2 separate regions of the Mus musculus genome follow, and region 2 is linked to region 1. Evidence: chromatin contacts called from public promoter capture Hi-C data. All regions are on one chromosome and are shown on one strand. Each heading gives the region's core, a stretch centred on a gene start, on an enhancer-like site or on the middle of the called end of the contact. The rest is flanking DNA. Distances are from core to core; before and after follow the strand shown.

The links. Capture Hi-C pulls out chosen DNA fragments and counts their contacts.
Region 2: a contact with region 1 is called in a promoter capture Hi-C map of liver. The contact joins the promoter of Cyp2w1 here to the promoter of Sun1 in region 1. A contact is called at or near these places in 2 of 39 promoter capture datasets (the HPC-7 cell line and pre-B cells), 1 of 15 datasets of contacts at CTCF or cohesin (pro-B cells), 15 of 484 Hi-C or Micro-C datasets (B cells, CD4 T cells, the CH12 cell line and 9 more), 5 of 115 datasets of contacts at active chromatin or transcription factors (the 230-238 cell line, double positive thymocytes and embryonic stem cells) and 4 of 9 other capture datasets (adipose tissue, embryonic stem cells, liver and 1 more).

The regions. Positions count from the first base shown.
Region 1 is chr5:139,199,253-139,202,293 of GRCm38.p6, forward strand. Sun1 (Sad1 and UNC84 domain containing 1) reads left to right here and starts at 1,385. Exons shown (of 23, transcript NM_024451.2): 1 at 1,385-1,447.
Region 2 is chr5:139,351,185-139,354,289 of GRCm38.p6, forward strand. Cyp2w1 (cytochrome P450, family 2, subfamily w, polypeptide 1) reads left to right here and starts at 1,432. Exons shown (of 9, transcript NM_001160265.2): 1 at 1,432-1,645; 2 at 2,656-2,818; 3 at 3,056-3,105. The coding sequence starts at 1,463.

The DNA of each region.
Region 1 (3,041 bases), core at 135-2,634:
TGTTTTCTGAGACAGGATCTCTCATTGGGTTGGTTCCCATCAAGTTAAGTTAGTTTGGTGGCCAGCAAGCTCCAGGGATTCCAGTCTCTGCTTTCCAGCACTGAGATGACAAACATACAGCACTAGGCTTTTGGTTTTTTTAAATTCGTATTCTGAGATTGAATTCAGGTCTTTACGCTTACAGTGCAAACATTTTACTAACTAATCCATCTTCCCAGCTCCAGACCCTTTCTAAAAAGTGTAAAACCAGCCAGGCATGGTGGTAAGTGCTACTGGTCCCAGTGGAGGCAGGCAGAGCTACATAGCAAGTTCCAGGGCAGCCAGGACTACATGGAGACCCTCTCTAAAAAAAAAAAAAAAAAAAATTAATTAATTTTTTTAAAATGTAAAAGCCAAGGTCTGGAAGGATGGCTCAGCCATTAAGAGCACTTGCTGGTCATTCGGGGACTGTAGTTTGGTTGCCAGCATCCCCTTTTGGCAGCTCTGGGGCATTTGAGACCTTTGTAGGCACACACACACACACACACACACACACACACACACACACATTCATCATCCACTTAAACAGACATACACACAAACACACTTTTAGAAAAGAGTGAAAGCTAGCCAGCTGCCTGTGGCATATGGTAGTAATCTCAGTGCTTGGGAGGATAAAGCAGGAGGATTGTGGCAAACTGGAGGTCAGTCAGGGCTATGTCGTGAATTCTAGGCCACAGTGAGACAGTTAAAAAAGGAAAAACCAAGAGGGGCGTGGTGGCACACGCCTGTAAGTCCTGCTTCGCAGAGGCTGGCTTATCTCTGCGAGTTCAACGCCAGTCTGGTCTACAGTAGAGTTTTAGGGCAGTCAAGGTTACAGAATAAAACCCTGCCTATAAACAAAACAAATGCAATTCAAGGTTTTGCAAAACTGCGCAAGTGAGAGAGGGCCTGGTGGGTGGAGTCCCCAGGAGAAAAGGCTCTGGCTTCCAGCCCGCAGGGCAGGGCAGGGCAGGGCGTCGGAGGTTTCCTGCAAACGCTACGCGGGGACAACTGAGAAGAGGATGTGTTTGGGAGCCCACTGCTCCTTCAGCAGGAGTCGGATCTTCTGGGCCCACTGAAGCCCTGCCTGGAACTCAGCGCGCGCGTGCGCCTCTGCACAGAATCCTAATTCTAACGCCACCGGAGAGGAGCAGCCTCCCTAGGTGCGGCCCCTCAAGTCCCAGCGCGCCCGCTCCGCCCACTGACGCCACACGTCCCGCCCTTTCCCCGCCCCCCGCAGGGCCGTGGCGGGTCAGCGGCCTCCCCATTGGCCTGGAGCTTCAGCAGGCGCGCTTGGGATTGACGGACGTTCGCGTCGCTCCCGCCTCCGATCCCGGCGCGGCGCGCGATTGGCTGTAGATGTGGGGAGTCTTCGGTCCCGGGCCTGGGCGGTGCGGACGAGGCCTGAGGCGGCGGCGCGAGGCAGGTGAGCTGCGGCCAGCGGGCTGTAGGGGACGAGTAGGCGGGTGGGCGCTGCGGACTCCTCTCGGGTACTAGGGACTGTCTCAGGGCGGGCCGGGATGTAGGTTGCAGGGATGGCCCCAAGTGGGAACCGCCAACTGGCCACGACGCGCGTGACGCCCTTCGCGTTGCCAGGCCGCGCGCGCCCCGGCGCCCTGAGTCCAGTTGTCTCGTGTGCCCGGGCACTCTGGTTCCCCTTCGCCCCGGACCCCTGCGTGTTGGGTTCCGGGGTCTCCTGCCACCCGTCGAGGCGCACCCACGCAGGCGCCATCCCCGGGGCGCTCCCTTCTGGGGCACAGGTGTTGTAGGTGCGGCGATGGGCGCGGGCCCGGTAGCGAGTCCCTGGCCTGCACACCCTGCCACCAGCTTGTTATCCCGTGTTAGTTGCCTTCGCCCCCAGCCCGGCACGCAGGACGGTACCAAAGCTGGCCCGCTGGAGCTTTTTTGGATGCAGCCGGGGGGACCCGATGCAGTCAGCCCGGCGAACTTTGGTGCTCCCCGCTGTGTAGAGTGAAGTGTAGTCCTGCGGTGTGCGCTTCGCGCCTCCTGGACCAAATACTAATTAGATTTTACCATTCCGTCCATTGCACCGGTGTCGAATTTTAACCTGACTGTTCATACATTTTAGATCTCTCCTAAGGTCTTTTCTTTTTTCTTTCTGCGTCCCAACCTCATGTTCCTTTTCGGTCCTTTGTTTGTGTCAGGAGACAGGGTCTCATTTACGTACTTCTGACTGTCTCGGCTGTGTAGACCAGGCTGGTCTCACAAAGATCCAGACTGTGTCTGCTTCCTAAGTGCTGGGGTAAAAGGGATGTGTGCAACTAAGCTGGCATCTTGAAACAGGTCCTCAGATAGCCCAGGCCCGCCTAGAATTGACTATATAGTAGAAGATGATCTTGAGTTCCTAACCCTCTTGCTTCCACGTACCTAGGATTAGATCACAGGTGTGCACAGCCCTGTGGGTCCAGCCCTGGGTATGTTCTTGAGCAGAGTTGCAGTAATTTCTGGTTCTTCTCTCTTTTGGTTTCCTCGGCCAGGCCAGTCTTGAACTCTTTGCTTTTTCGAGACAGGGTTTCTCTATACAGCTCTGGTGATCCTGGAACACCCAGAGATCCACCTGCCTCTGAACCCAAGTGCTGGGATTGAAGGCGTGTGCCACCACTGCCCGGCTCAGGCCGGCACTTTTATAGCGTGCAGGCTGTGGAGAACTCTACCCAGGCTGTGGGGACTGGGCATGAGTCTATGCTCTAGTCACCAGAGGGTCTGATAGGATCGTCTGCCCTACCTTTTTGGTCGTTAGGTTTTTGTTGGGGGTAGGTCTTTGGTAGCTCCAGCAGGCTCTTAGTTGCAATCTGGGTGCTGTGCTTCCAGCTCCCCAGTGCTGGGGTCACAGGTGTGTGGTCCCATGTCCTCACTGGAGAGTTGGGCCAGAGATTTGGAGAGGTACTTTTTATTTCCCGAAGGTTGGCGGCCTCAGTTTATTTATTTACCCTTTGTTTTTCCTGGGAGAGAGCAGAAAGGGGATGAATGTGAAAGCCAGCTGCTGTGTGTGCTTGCGT
Region 2 (3,105 bases), core at 182-2,681, 150 kb after region 1:
ACCCTGCCTGGCTTTTCTACACCTACCTCCACATCCCATTCATTGTCCCTGATGGCCAGGCAAATCTCAGCTCACCAGCTACCGTGCAGACACCACAGCACACCATCTGCCTTGACTTCCTCCTTTCCAATACAAGCAAACGGAGCCACACCAATCCTCCCCTGGGATTGTGACATCAGAGTCCTGTTGGTCCCTCTGCCTCTGATTTCCATAGCCCTCGCTCCTGGCCAAGTCTGGCACATAGCAACTGCTCAATAAGGATTTCTTGCAGCGATTATGTAGATTTTCCTGTCTGGGTAGGGGCCCTAGCTTGGATATTCTGTAAGTGGCCTTGGTGGCAGTTGGTTGAAACATGACCCAGACATCCACAGTAGCGACAGGGAGCTGTCGCAGCCCAGGCTCACGCTGTTGCAGGGAAGAGAGGTGCTAGGGTGAATGCAGTCTAGGCTGGGCTTCTCTCCACAGACAAGACCTGGCTGTAAGGACTGCGGATGGCTTCTGCGCCTTCCTCAGCTCAGCATTTGTGCAGGGCGTGGATAACACCCCAGGGAATAGGCCCCGTGGTGAGGGGCCCTGCTTGGGGGGTAGGACTCCAGGTGCCTCATGTTGAGGCAGGCTGCGGGGAAGCAACCCAGCTACTTCTGGTGCCAAGAGCCACCCGCCCGCAGAGCCCTTTCTCACAGAGGCACCTCCTCCCCAGTGAGGCCTCCAGGGTTTAAGAGACAGGATTAGAGCCCAGACAGCTAGGGCTGTAAACCCAGCCACCTGCTGGGTCTGTTCACGGTCTCCTAAATGGGATGGCCCCTCAGTGTCTGGGTGGTTGTGCCCCTTACTCCAGGCTGCTGGGGTGAGAGCTCCCTCAGCTTCAGCAGACACTCACTGCTTCTGAAGGCTATGAGCTTTGAGGTCCTTGTGGTGAGAGAGGTCCTTGATGGCTGCACAGGGCATTCAGTGTACCTGCTGGGCACTAGGGTCCTGAGGACACAGGGGACCCTCATCCTTTCTTTCAGGATGAGGGTCTAGTCTCAGAGTCCCGTAAGTTCTACTTTGACGGGAGGCCACGGAGAACTATTGGTTCCCAAAGTGGGGGACAGAATAGACATGGCTCTGACTGTGACACTGGAACCTGAGGAGACATGGAGGGATGGATGTAGGTATCTTGGAAGCCTGACCTCGCCTGGCCCAGGCTTGGATAACCTGTGACCAAAACGTCTTGGCTCTGTACTGCCGACAGAGGTCCTTTCAGCCCCCAACCCAGGCCCCCTGCCACAGAGGAGACCCCACATTCCACATAACCTGTAGCTTTAAGCCTCCTGTTGGGCTGTCTCCTGCAAACTGCTCATTCCACATTCTCGGGGTGGTGGGGTGGGTGGGGTGCCGGCACGCCCTGGGGAGGATGGCTATAAGGCAGAGGGCTCACTGGGCCCCTGGAGAGCTGAGGATTTGCCATCCAGCTGTTCACATGGCTCTGCTGCTCCTGGGTGTCTGGGGGATCTTGCTACTTCTGGGGCTGTGGGGACTGCTCCAGGGCTGCACCCGGAGCCCCTCCCTGGCTCCTCGGTGGCCCCCTGGGCCTCGCCCTCTGCCGTTCCTGGGGAACCTGCATTTGCTGGGTGTGACCCAACAAGACCGGGCACTGATGGAGGTAGGGTGGGCGACCCTATTTCATCTCACAGCTCACATGGTGTCTGTGTCCCAGCACTGACAAGGGAAGCCAGGGGGGATTCAGGATGCCAGAGGCTTGTCCCAGAGAGCAGATGTTGGAAGCAAGAGTGGCCTAGGCTAGGGAGATAGCTCATTGTAGTGTGTTTGCTTAGCATTCACAAGAGCCTGGTTCTATCCCAGAATTGCAAATAAAAGATAGATAGATAGATAGATAGATAGATAGATAGATAGATAGATAGATAGATAGATAGATACGTAGGTAGGTAGGTAGGTAGGTAGGTAGATAGATAGATAGATAGATAGATAGATAGATAGATAGATGGGACAGGACAGCAGCCAAGGGTCAGGGCTCAGGATTGGTGAGCAGGGTGGGCTCTGGAACAATGAGGAAGAGACTGGCAGGTGTGTCTAGAAGTGTTGGAAATGTGGCAGGGCAGCAGTGCCCTTGTCTGGGTAGGGTATTAGCTAGGTACGGCTTCTCCCTAGAACTCAGACATGAAGGTAAGCTGGCTGCACCGCCACTGGCCAGGGTTAACTGGCTCAGTAGGGTGGAGGTCCTTGAATTTTGTCTGGGGACTCTTGTTTGCAGAGAAGTCCACACAACTGCAGAGCTAGCTTGAAGTGGCTCTGCCACACCTTTCCTAGGGTGGGTCAGGCTAGACTCCGACGTGGCTGCCGGCACTAGGTTCAGAGGCTCAGGCCCTACCTCGGGGCCCAGTCTGAGGAGCAGAGATCAGGCAGATCCAGCCATGGCTCTGGGTGAGACCCACAAATTCCACTCTAGCTTTCTCATTTTTTTTCAACGGTTTCTCTTTGAAGTGGGGTGATGGAAGTTTGAACATTTGAACAGCGCCCCCTCCTGGGGAGACTGGAGGGGCTCTTGGGGTTCTCTCCAGCTCTTAAGCTTCCAGCCTACATACAGTACGGCTGTATGTAACTCTTAGAGGGTGGGTGGAGGCTGCCTGTCTGACACCTGTCTGTCCCCACCAGCTCTCAGAACGCTACGGGCCCATGTTCACAATCCATCTGGGATCTCAGAAGACCGTGGTGCTGTCGGGCTATGAGGTGGTGAGGGAGGCCTTGGTTGGAACCGGGCATGAGCTAGCCGACCGGCCCCCAATTCCCATCTTCCAGCACATCCAGCGAGGTGGGGGTAGGTGGGCATTGGGGTTCCTTGCCAGATGGGGGGGAGACTAGGCCTCTTGGATTGGTACTAGGGAGAGACAGGATCAGCCTATTGCAAGACAGGAGAAGTATGACCCAGGGTAACCTCCGAATGGGAGGGGCATGGAGTTGAGCCTGCCCCCCCACCCCGAGTGGGCCCCCTGTTCCCTGCATGCATCATCAGATGGGGCGTGGCTGGCACTCATGGCTCATGTCTACCTGACAGGCATTTTCTTTTCTTCTGGAGCTCGCTGGAGGGCGGGTCGCCAATTCACG